2 separate regions of the Mus musculus genome follow, and region 1 is linked to region 2. The links are chromatin contacts, called in public HiChIP or PLAC-seq maps. All regions are on one chromosome and are shown on one strand. The core of a region is the stretch at or near the end of the contact, and the rest is flanking DNA. Distances in the headings are between cores, read along the strand shown.

Region 1 (5,602 bases), core at 1,694-4,193, 150 kb after region 2:
GCTGCCCAGGTGAACAAATGTCACAGAATACCTATTCGGAGGGTGGTAAATTCCAGCCATCCCAGGGAAATGCCAAGTGGTCTCAGGTCACAAGTTTGGCAAATAGCAATTTGGAAGGGGGTGGGGGGAGGGGCTGGCCCAGGGGAGGAAGAGAACAAGAGCGTCTGAAGAGGGAAAGGCAAGGCGGAAATGAAAGAGGTTACTTAAACAACAGGCAAGGCCTCAAACATAGTAATTTCTCAGACTGCCTAAGCATAAAATTAGAACCATTTGCTTCAAAGCCAGCATGCTTCTTTCTCCATGGGGCGGCCAGGGTGGCCATGAAACCTGGTTCTGAAGACTTTTATAGCCATGTTCCTGGTCCTAAAAACATGTCCCACTCTTGTCTACAGGCTTGAGTCAATGTCCCATGGTACAGTGACTATGACCGTGACTCAGGCACCCTGTGGGACTGTGAGCTTCTTAAATGTAAGTGCTGTGGTTGGCATAGCCTTGTTCTTCCTCCTTCACAGTGATCTGGCCAGCAGGCAAGAGACATACATATTTGTCCATGACTAAAGCAGTAAGAAGGTGGAGACAGAATATGGGATTCTTCTTTGGCCATGTCAAGCCACACAAAGACCCCTAAACACATATACTTCTACACTGAATACATCAATCCAACCAGAGGAGAGTTGAACTTTTTCTCGACTCAGCCAGTAGTTCCCCAACAGATGTCTATAGATATTTGGTAAAGTTTGCTTATAAATAATATAACCTCATATGGCCTCCACACAAGTGATATTCATGAGGTGGCATTACAGGTGAAGGGGTAGATGACACGGGGATCTTAGCATGTCAACTAGCCTATGCATACTTAGGCCAAAACAGAGCCAGCGAGGAGATTTCCTTTGTATTGATAAAAACCATCAACGATGCTACCAAAACATCCCAGCCTGGACAGAGACACCCAGGAGAGGAGGTAAGTAAGGATAAGCAACTGCCTCCCTGTCTCTTTCACTGTCACTAGACAGCTGTTAGTGTTGCTCTCCTTCTATCTTAGCTGCACCTGTGCCAATCCACATTACACAGGGAACGCCTGACCTGCACCAGAAAGAACCCTTCCATCCTCTACCCCAGGAGCACAAGGAAGGGAAAGATCCTATGGAGCTTATAATGAGCCTAGTTCTTCTGTGGACTGGTCAGACACTAGGCTCTTGAAAATTTATGGAGAGAACTAAGTCATAGATATGTTTCCTAGTTGTGAGGCACACCAACGTGGCTGGCTTCTGCCTGCCCACAAGAATGCAATGCTACGTTTCCGGGGTAAGGGGGTGCCGCCCCACCATGCTGTAGATGGGCAATCACAGAAAAGCACACAGATCCATTGAAGAATAACAACTTCACGTCAAGTGCATCTTTCCAAGTGTAACTTTCGAAGAAGAAAAATAAAGTCCAGGGACTTTCAGCAGAAGCCTGATGACAGCCCCTTCCTGCCCTGGCTCCAGCCAGCTTGGTGGGGGAGGGGACACAACTGTGTTCACAGTACCCCAAAGAAGTTGTCCGGGTTTCTAAAAACTGGCAAAAATCAGGTGGCTAAAGGCCTCTCTTCACACAAGTCTCTGAAACAAGGCAAGGGGACATACAAGAAACTAGGTAGCATAGAAGTCCTGGAGCCTTCTCTGAGTGTTCAAGAAATCACACCAAGCTTAACAAATGTCAAAGCTGTTTAAAGTACATCAAGGTTCTTAGGGTTAAAAATTTCCCCAGGGTAAGTGCTGCACTCCCCATAATAGCTGAGAGATAAAGAAGGCAGGATGGGAGGGATTTCAGAGTAACTCCAAGTTTTGCGATTTAATCCAATTCGATAGATGAAGCAACAACTGGGCTATTTGTTGATCAGAGATGAAACAGAGGCAACTAAGGAAAGAGCTGCCCCTACCCCACCCCCTACCGAATCTCACTTCTTTATGCAAAACCTCCTCCAGGGTTGAAGCGTGCATTTGAGAAAGCAGCCCCCACTGCTGGAAGCCCAAACAGCACAGGCACAGCCCAGAGTAGGAAGCCTGGGGGCCCTGCTGGCATCATCGGGGAATCCAGCCCCACACTAAAAGTGTTCCGTAAAGGAAGCAAGACTCCAGAGCAAGAGGATGCTTTCCAGGAAGACCGTTCTCCTGTCACCCTTGGGGTCAGCCTGGAGGAATGAGAGGAGCCTGGCCTGCAGTGCTCCCAGCCGATCCTCGGCCTCCAGGGCCAAGCACCGGGGTAGCAAAGTTCAGCTCAAGCCTTGCAGATCTGCACTGGGGACTTGAGACAAGACCCCGAGAGTGACCCTGAGTGTCTGCCTAACAGCCTCCCTGTGCATTCCCAGCTGCTGCAGGGCTGTACCAGGGCTAGTCTGTTGTGGATCTGTGATGACTCAGCCACTACACCCTGGTGCCTCTGTTAGGCTCAGATCCTCATGTGAGATTGTGCCTTGGGAGGATCTGTCCCCTGAGCACCAGGCTCTTCATCAAACTCCTTTACCACCCCAACTTCCTCCAACACCCTCAATTTCTCATTTCTTCCCCTGATTAAGGCAAAAAACACTTTCTTATGTCTTGAATATTCTTATTTATTGTTGGGTGCTCTCTCTCTCTCTCTCTCTCTCTCTCTCTCTCTCTCTCTCTCTCTCTCTCTCCTTCTTTATTCTTCCCCTCATCCCCTGCAAAGGATTCAGCTCCCCAAACCACACCATGACTTCTTACTCCTATCTAGCCAGCATCACCACTGACCGATACCTACTTGGGATTTATCCTCCTAAGGCCTTAGAGATGATTACAGACTCCCTAGCAAGAGGGCCACACAAAGGCGAGCTGAGCCCAGGTGCCTGCTCTTTGTTTTAACTGTGTGTTCATGTGGGCTGCTAGGAGGAGGCTCCAGCCTCTGCTTGCCCTGTGTGGCAAAGAATTAGCTCTGGGCTCTCAGAGCTAGCTGCTCCCGCCTTCCAGAAGGATGCCAGCTGGGCTCAGCCGGGTTCTCTCAAGGAGGCTTTCTTTGTTAGGGACGAAATATAAATGCCAAGTTTCAGCCCTATTAACAGTGGTAATTATTAGAAATCTCCTGAGAGCGGCAACACTTGAGATCTCAAATCACCCAAAACCTTCAGTGGAAAAAAAAAAAACAACCTGCTACTCTTTTCCAGGTTTAGTTTAGCCCAGACCACCAGGTAAATGTATTCCTTTGAGCTGCTGCTGGCAGATTCAACTGGTCTGAAAGCAAGACAAAAATGTCAACTTTCCTTTTTCCCCTGGCTGTTAACACATTTGCAGGTAAAACCAAGCATCTTTCTTTTTAAAAAAAAGTAATAATAATAATAATAATCAAAAACAAAAAAAAAACAAAACAAAAAACAAAACAAAAACCAAAAAAACTCACTTTAATAACATTTCCAAAACGTTTCACTGACAGTTATGAGGAATGACAGAAGATCACCAAGTCACACGACAGGTCTATGGTGGAAGCAAACTCAAGACTTCCAAACTTTCTGGGCTTGACTTCATGAGCAACAGAAAGGTAGAACATGTTTCCTCATACATTCCATGAGATTTCCAATCTAGGATCCCACAGTTACAAATACATAGTACACATGCAACATTATTTGCTGCCGTTGCCAAGCCAGCAGGTAGATGACAGCACACTGGCCCCCAGCCGAAGGCTTCCGTCATAAACATTTTTTTCTTCAAATTCCACCCCTTTCCCCCCTTCTCAGTTTGTCTTATCCAATTCAGCTTGATTGATAGAAGTAGCCGTAGCACCACCATAACCAACTTTATGTGACCGCCTAGAAAAGATACAGGGATTCCCAGGCTAAATTAGAACTGCCATCTTAACGAGAGAGAATTCTCTCATAAACAGCTCCGCCTGCCTCCAAGTGTGTGTGTCTATGCTTGACAGTGGGTTATGTAGGACCTCATAGCCTGCAGAATGTAGGGTCGGACTAGTGAGTCTCTATATCCACGCAGACCAGGAAGGCTGAGAGCCAAAGGAGAAACTGGTATTCTCGAAATGACATGCTAACACAGAGACAGTGAGAGCACCAGGCTTCAAATGCAGTCTAGCAGCTTAGTCTAGCGATTATATCAACTATGGAGTCCGCCGACTGGTTCCCACTCTCTTGCAGCTAAAGATAGCGAGATGGCTGTTCGGCCCACTCGGTTATTTTAGGGAACCTCTGAGATTTTGTTAGGGGTAGAGAACCACAGATGAGCAGTTATGGAGAGAAGTGATTTAGAAAGACAGAGGAGGTGGTGTGGGGGCTGGCTTCGTTCTTGCTCATCCTGCCGCCCTCTAGAGGGTTCAGGGTACAAGAATGCTCTAACAAGCCTGTCCATATGTGGGCAGCCAGCTATAGACCCACCAGATCCACTTTGAAAAGGCAATAGCCACACGTGTCTTAATTTGCCAAAACAGAGAAGGAAGTATTCCTTCTGGATAGCCATTTAGTGGCTTGGCTGTCCAACCAATATGGTAGTAACACGTAGCCAGCAAGCTTGAGAAACACAACCTGGTGAATTAAGACACATCCCATACGGAACACAATGCTCAATATCTAAGCTGTACAACACAGAACACCAAATACTGCCCTAACATTTAGGACAATTACTAGTTGAACTATTCAGGTACATTTGGGTTAAATGAGATGCAATCCTGATGTTTAATTTCCTTGTTTCCTTTTGCTTGGTTTTTTTTTTTTATTGATTGTTCTTTTAATGTGGTGACTAGCAAATCTAGATGGAGAAATTTAAAATTATATATACAGCAGTGCTCCGTCTGAGAACTATAGGACTGGGTGCAGAGAGTATGAAAGGGCCAGAGCGGCAAGCGGCAGTTCCTTGAGCACAGGCATTAAACCCTGAACGCCGTGCTTCCTGGTGTTGTCTTGTTTAGTCTGTCAAGAGAGCCTGGGTCCTAGGTATTGTTTTCACTCCAGATGAGGAAATTGATGCCCTGTGAAATCAAATAACCAATGCGATTTGACCCGGTTGGTTTGACTGCAAGCCCATGGTCTAGCATCCAAGGTTACCACCGACGGTTGCCGAGTGTCTTCCTCCCCAAGGATGTGGCATACCTTACTCCAGAGTTCCATATTCATTGCTTTGACTTTCCCTGCTAACTCTTTAGCGTGCTAACTGTCCTGAGAGGACAGCCACAGAATTCCTGATCATGCACATTTTCAGGTGAAATAAACTTTTCACAGTATGTCTTTTCACTGAGCTTAAAGATTGACTGACTCAAGGACGAGGGGGGGGGGGACACACAACAGGATCCTAAACTTGGAAAAGAAAGAGCTCCAATCAGAGAACGGAGTAGGTTAGCACAAGTGGATGCCCAGGATCGCTGAGGACAAAACCCAGCACCAAGCATAACAGGACTCAAGAATATGTCAACAGCAACAGGCCATGAAGTATACCTGGAGTAGTTGATTTATTATTATTATTATTGTTTATTTTCAAATACTGTATCCACTGCAGGAACTCTGAAAAACATTTTAGCATGCCCTCACAATCTAGCCATAGAGTTACCAAGTGACCCAGTACTTCCCCTCCTATGTGTACAGAAGACATGGACACGCAAACACTGT
Region 2 (5,602 bases), core at 173-2,672:
AAGCAAAACTTGGGAAAAGTTAAATGTAGAACTGTGGAAAGCAGTTAAGAAGGTGGTCCAATAAGTCAAGGACAGAAAGAAAGCACACTGCATTAAGCTATTGGGAAGCCACAGGAACACGAGATGGAAAACCATCAAAGGCGGCAAAGGAAGACTTGGGTGGAGTGAGAAAGGGAAGCTTGCCTTTGAGAATTGCAATGACTGCAGGAAGGTTAAGATGGTATGGAGCTAAGGAGGAGGAAGTGTACGGAAGGTTTCCATAGGTTCTGTGCCTAGAAGAGGATGCCCATGGCTCTCGAGGGCGGAATGACAGATAAAGCAAAAGACAAGGAGACAGAAGAAACTAGTGTGGGGCCCAAGTGGAAGAGTCTCAAAAAGTTTCTCTCAGTGAGAGGAAGAAAGAATGCCAATAAAGTAAGAGACAGTGGAGGGGTGAGGGAGGGAGTTTGACACGGAAGATTTCATTTCTTCCAAGAACTGCTGCACCATATCTTCTGCTGGGAGGAGGTGGAATTCAGAATTTGACAGCGGAAGATTTGCAGACACATGGGCAAGTGCAAGCATGCACCAGCAGGGCTGGTGTGCACTGGAGTTGGAGAGGAAGTGTTCTTGGACCACTTGATTGTATGTTTAGGGATATGTGGCAGGCAAGACCTTTAAAACAAAACAGCAGCAGCAGCAACAACAACAAAACCTGTTTCTAACTTCAAATCTAAGAGCATTCTTGAAGAACAGAAGTCAGCAGTCAGGGAGAGATAGAAGAGGGGTACTTTCCATCCTGCTTTCTCTTTGTTCCAGTTGCCTATGGTGGATATCTCCTGTGCCTCAACACCTACACGGACTTCTGGCATCTTACCAGCTCCCAGGGCTTACAGTGTAATCACAGGAAGAGAACACAAGGCTGGCTCTCAGGCTCGCTGCCGAAGGCTGGTGTCTATGCAGATCACCCAGGCCTTCTCCCCAACATGGCCCTAGCCTTCAGGTTACCCACTGTGCACATAAGTGCCTGCTCCCTGGCACACTGTGCGGGCCTGAGCACTGACCCTGTGTGTACCTTTGGCCTCCAATCCCACTGGTGATATAAGAGGGGCAGACTGCTTCAAGGCAGTGGTGGTTCGGGCAACACATGGAGACCTGCAGAGCTCACATAGGCCCTGGAACCGAGCTCACTTCTGTGGCAGACTTCATAAGGCTCCGCTCTTTGACTGGCGTTGAGTTTATGTGAAAGTAATTAACAGTAATTAATCCTTAATTACAGTAATTAGCCAAGTCGCAGTAAATTAAACCACATCTGGAGCAGATGAGGGCTTCCGAATGGGAGGCAAAGAGAGGCGACAATCGGGGAGATGTTGAATTCATCTGACAGCATCTGATTAAGTCTACCTGTTGCTGGCAGCCTCATTTGCATGTTGTTTTTGTTTGCATTTCCCAGTAACCCTTTCATTGGCATTCACAGTGTGGACCTCTTGGTCCTCTCTTAAATACCAGTTAGGCAGTCCTGCTGCCTCTGGGGTGAGTGAGTCCCTTCATATCCAGCAGAACTGCTGGTTTGCCTGGGCTTTGTTTATCTGCTTCCCCCCTCCCTCCTGACAAACAAAAATATAAATAGCAGAGACCTCATCAAGTGACAGGCTGAAATCAAAGAAGCCAAGAGAGTTGGGCTTTTTTTTTTTTTTTGACTGATGAAAAGAGAAGATGCTATGAGCGATCATCACGTCTGATGAGGAAGGGAAGCAGCAGAAAGCTTACAAAAATAGGTCACGTGGGCCATCTTGTACAGGAGTCCCATCCCACGCCAAAAGGAGCCCAGACTCCAGAAGACCCTTTGTTCATATCATATGCACACATACACAAATACACACATGAGCAACGAACACATGAGCACACACTAGCAAAAATTAAATAAATCCAGACCTCTTTGTTTCTCTGATCCCCTTTGGATAGACAAAGGCCTCTCACCTAGGCAAGAAATATATGGCAATTAAAGGAAACTTCAAACATGCAGTGAAGAATGGCGATAAAAATGAAAGTCGCCCAGATTCCACTAGCCAACCCAGGTGTTGGCCGGTCCTTAGAGGAGAGAAACAATGTCTTAATGTTGCTACTTTGAGTCACTGAGTTAGCAAATTAGCCTGCCCATTGCTTCCTCTTTCCCATAATGCCATGCACCTAGGGACGTCAGGAAGTGGATTCCCAGACTCCCTGTTCTTATCAACCAGTCCAAACCAGTGCGCGTGCTACTACTCCCAGTCTCCTATATGTGCCCCTCCCAGTTCTGCCTCCTGCTGTCCTCATGCTGATTTCTGGTGGCCCTTGCAGGATGTCCTAAAGCTTTCCAGGATTTACCCCAATGGTAAGAGCCTCTACCTTTAACTAGTTGTGTAGCATAAGGAAGATTTTAAAAACTAGGACCACTTTTAAACATTTGATGTGTGATCATCCTTGGGTTGCCAAGAGTTTTAGATGAATCAGTGGATGTTGGATGCTCGCTTCAGGGACTCCTGTAGAGGGAACACTTGGTAATAATTACTTATTACAATTATTAGCATTGGTTCTTTTATTTCCCAGATAGTTATTACACTTATATTGGGAAGGTAGCACAGTGTATTGATGTAAGGCACAGACTCACGAGTCAGAATGCCTGTGTCAGTTGACTGAATATACCATTACGAGACATGTGACCTTGGGCAAGTTAGTTAACCTCTCTAGGCCCTGGGGTTCCTTAACTGTAAAAGAAGGGTAATAATTGTACCTGGCTCATCTACTTCTTTTAAAAGGTTAAATGAGTTGCCTGAAAGTGCTGAAACAGACCCAGACAGAGAAAATGTTGAATAAGTGTTTTCCATTATTATTAAACTATATGCACACCCGCATAGAAATCTGAGCATTTTATACAATGCTGATGTGTTTACGGGCACGTTAACAGTATGCATAATAACTGGTGTGTCCCTAGAGAGCAGGGCCAGCCTACGACTACACTCACAGGTGAGTTCTTAATAAATACTTTCGATGATAAAGATGAAAAAAGAAGGAGGAAAAGATGAAGGCATAAATAAAATCACACAGACAAATGACAAAATATGACTCAGTAGGTCAAAACTGTGCATTTCATGGTGCATGAATCCATCAATACGATATCATTTAGTGAAGATTCACTTTTTAATCAATAGCTGCATCCCAGTGCCTTGACGCAGATTATTTAAGATTTATTTCCTGTTCATTGTGAGAATTCAGCTATATATGCGTTTTAACTCTCTAAGATTAGTTCCCATGTGTTCCTGGATGTTACCTGAAAATTCAACTGGAAAATGTATGTCAGTCACTGTTACACAGTTTTCGTATAAAATGAACCAAAAGGAGAAGCAGTCACGGTCAGCTGAGCACTGAGGAACACCAATGGCTCACACAAGGCCAAGGCGCCTACCAGCAGCAACCCTCCAATTATCTTGTGGTTTCCTAGAAGTTCTAAGGAACTGACCAACTTGGCTTATCCAATTCCTCTGACTGGTTTTACAGTTCCCACCCCTGCATAGACAAGGCTATGCTGTGGTAGGTGGGGAGGCCTATCGGGACATAGACATGTCCTACAGTTAAAAATTACTCAATGGTTTTGACCAGTTGTGGTGATGTGAGACCATGGAGCCAAGGCAAACCAATAACAAAAACAAAAAGTGCCCTTTGAGGGAAATGAACAATTCTTGGTTGCGAATGCTCCCTTCCCCTGTGTGTTGAGAGAAATATGTTCGGCTAGCATTAATACTCAACATTTGCTACACTTCTTTCAATTTCATTATTCTGTCCTTGTCTAAATCAAAATGTGTTATAATTCTGAATAATGTGTTATCTGCCGCCTGTGGTGAAATGGTTATAATGATAATAAATAATTTCTGAAAGCTAGGAATTAACTCCAGCCTTTTGGAAAACATGTAAATTGTGGATTTGTAAGGAAGGGAAAGTGCATTTGAAGCAAAAACCTCTTCTGTGGGTTTCTGGTTTGTATTCCTGATTAGCTTGCTCTGCAAGTTTGCCTAGTTTGGCCACAGCCAGGGCAGTTCCCACCAAGACGAACAGGAAGGAGTATCCTCTATTTTTGTTATTGCTGTTGTCAATCTGTTCCTCTCCTTCTACCCTCAGAAGAAGAACACAAGAAGAAATCAAATGTAGACGAGTCATACTGGAAATATTGGGGAGGAGTGGGCCTCTGAGTCAGACCAGAAACAGACCCTCATCACAAGTCCTCCATAAAGGTTGGGAGAAGCTGGTACCTATCCATTACATGGATGTTGGCATGAAGACCTTGGCATTCCAACAAAAAGCCTACCTGCTGTGAACCATATCCCAATTCTAGTAGCTGACAAAGACAAGGGCAGAAGCCACCACTTCAGGTTCCAAAGAGGTCATGAGTCATCTCCAGTGTATGAGAAGTCTTTGTTCTACTAGGCCCAAGCTCCCTTACTACGATGTGTGTGTGTGTGTGTGTGTGTGTGTGTGTGTGTGTGTGTGTGTGTGTGTGTGCTTAAGTATAACACTAAATGATCCCTAACACTTAAGAGCAGAAGATAATTGCAACTGTACATGCTTTAAGACACAGACTACTCAATAAAGGTTATTTCCCTCTTTACTTCCTAAAGTACATGACTGTAAAAACTACTTTATTTAAATGCCCAATATAAGAGCTGTACAATTCTGAATGTCAATCAAACGTTATTAGTAGAACACAATGAACAGTAAATAAGACTATACAGGCAGAATACTAGGCTTTCAGGATAGGTCATGCCACCAAGCCTGATGATCTGAATTGGATTCCCCAAGACCTGCCTAATGGAAGCAGAGAATCTACTTTCACAACTTCCTCTGAACTTTCGCATGCACATAATAGCATGCACACTGGCATTCATATGTGTGCGTACAATGCAATAAATAAATACTGTTTAAAAGTTTTAAAGATAAAAATGTGACAGGCTGTAAAGATTTTCTGGAGACTTTAAGATAAACATTAAGGGTACACATTAAACAAATACATAAATTAAGTATGTTAATTACTAGATTTCATTATATGCTCCTTATGTGCATGCCCAGAGGTGATTCAGGAGCTGCTTAAGGGTTCAGTCCTCTTCCCTGGAACTTACCTAAGCCTAACCTTGGTGTTGAGTTCTTAAAAAGCAAGCATGGCATTTTGCATTGCTAGAGTGAGCTAGTAAGCTTTTGAGTGTGTGAGCATGTGATCAAAAGAAGTGACCCAAAGCCAAGTTCCACAGATTGGAGTGTGGCTTCGCTCAGTGTTGTAGAAGTATAAATGGTTCCTGGAATAGGAGTTCTACTCTACTTCTAGTACAGAGAGTTTTGAGAAGTCCATAGTCACAGAACAGACTCTCTACCTACCCACTCCAGTTCCCCTCTGACAACTTGTAGACCTGTTTCATAAGTGTAAGTTGTGGGGGCTGTTTTTATCAACACTATTTTATCTGGTCCTTACAGATTTTAGTAGGTATTTCTCTCCACACCAAACACTCTAAAGACCATTTTATGTCTACTATCCTCTATTTTGTTCATACTAATGTCACACATGGTGTTGACTTGGAAATGGCATAAGTGGCCATTC

Evidence for each region. HiChIP or PLAC-seq counts read pairs in DNA pulled down with a chosen protein or histone mark.
Region 1: a contact with region 2 is called in an H3K4me3 HiChIP or PLAC-seq map of embryonic basal ganglia, with 2.3 times the contacts expected there. The contact joins two enhancer-like sites. A contact is called at or near these places in 7 of 115 datasets of contacts at active chromatin or transcription factors (craniofacial prominence, embryonic basal ganglia, embryonic forebrain and 4 more).

The regions. Positions count from the first base shown.
Region 1 is chr1:168,414,923-168,420,524 of GRCm38.p6, forward strand. All of the region lies in intron 2 of Pbx1 (pre B cell leukemia homeobox 1), which reads right to left. Among named protein-coding and RNA genes, the nearest start is that of Pbx1, 14 kb to the right of the region's middle. Within about 2 kb of position 2,944, at least 111 of the 459 cell types and tissues checked have an H3K27ac peak or open chromatin away from gene starts, as enhancers often do. A contact at or near this core is called in embryonic basal ganglia, where this site is marked.
Region 2 is chr1:168,267,934-168,273,535 of GRCm38.p6, forward strand. All of the region lies in intron 2 of Pbx1 (pre B cell leukemia homeobox 1), which reads right to left. Among named protein-coding and RNA genes, the nearest start is that of Gm51671, 75 kb to the right of the region's middle. Within about 2 kb of position 1,423, at least 23 of the 459 cell types and tissues checked have an H3K27ac peak or open chromatin away from gene starts, as enhancers often do. A contact at or near this core is called in embryonic basal ganglia, where this site is marked.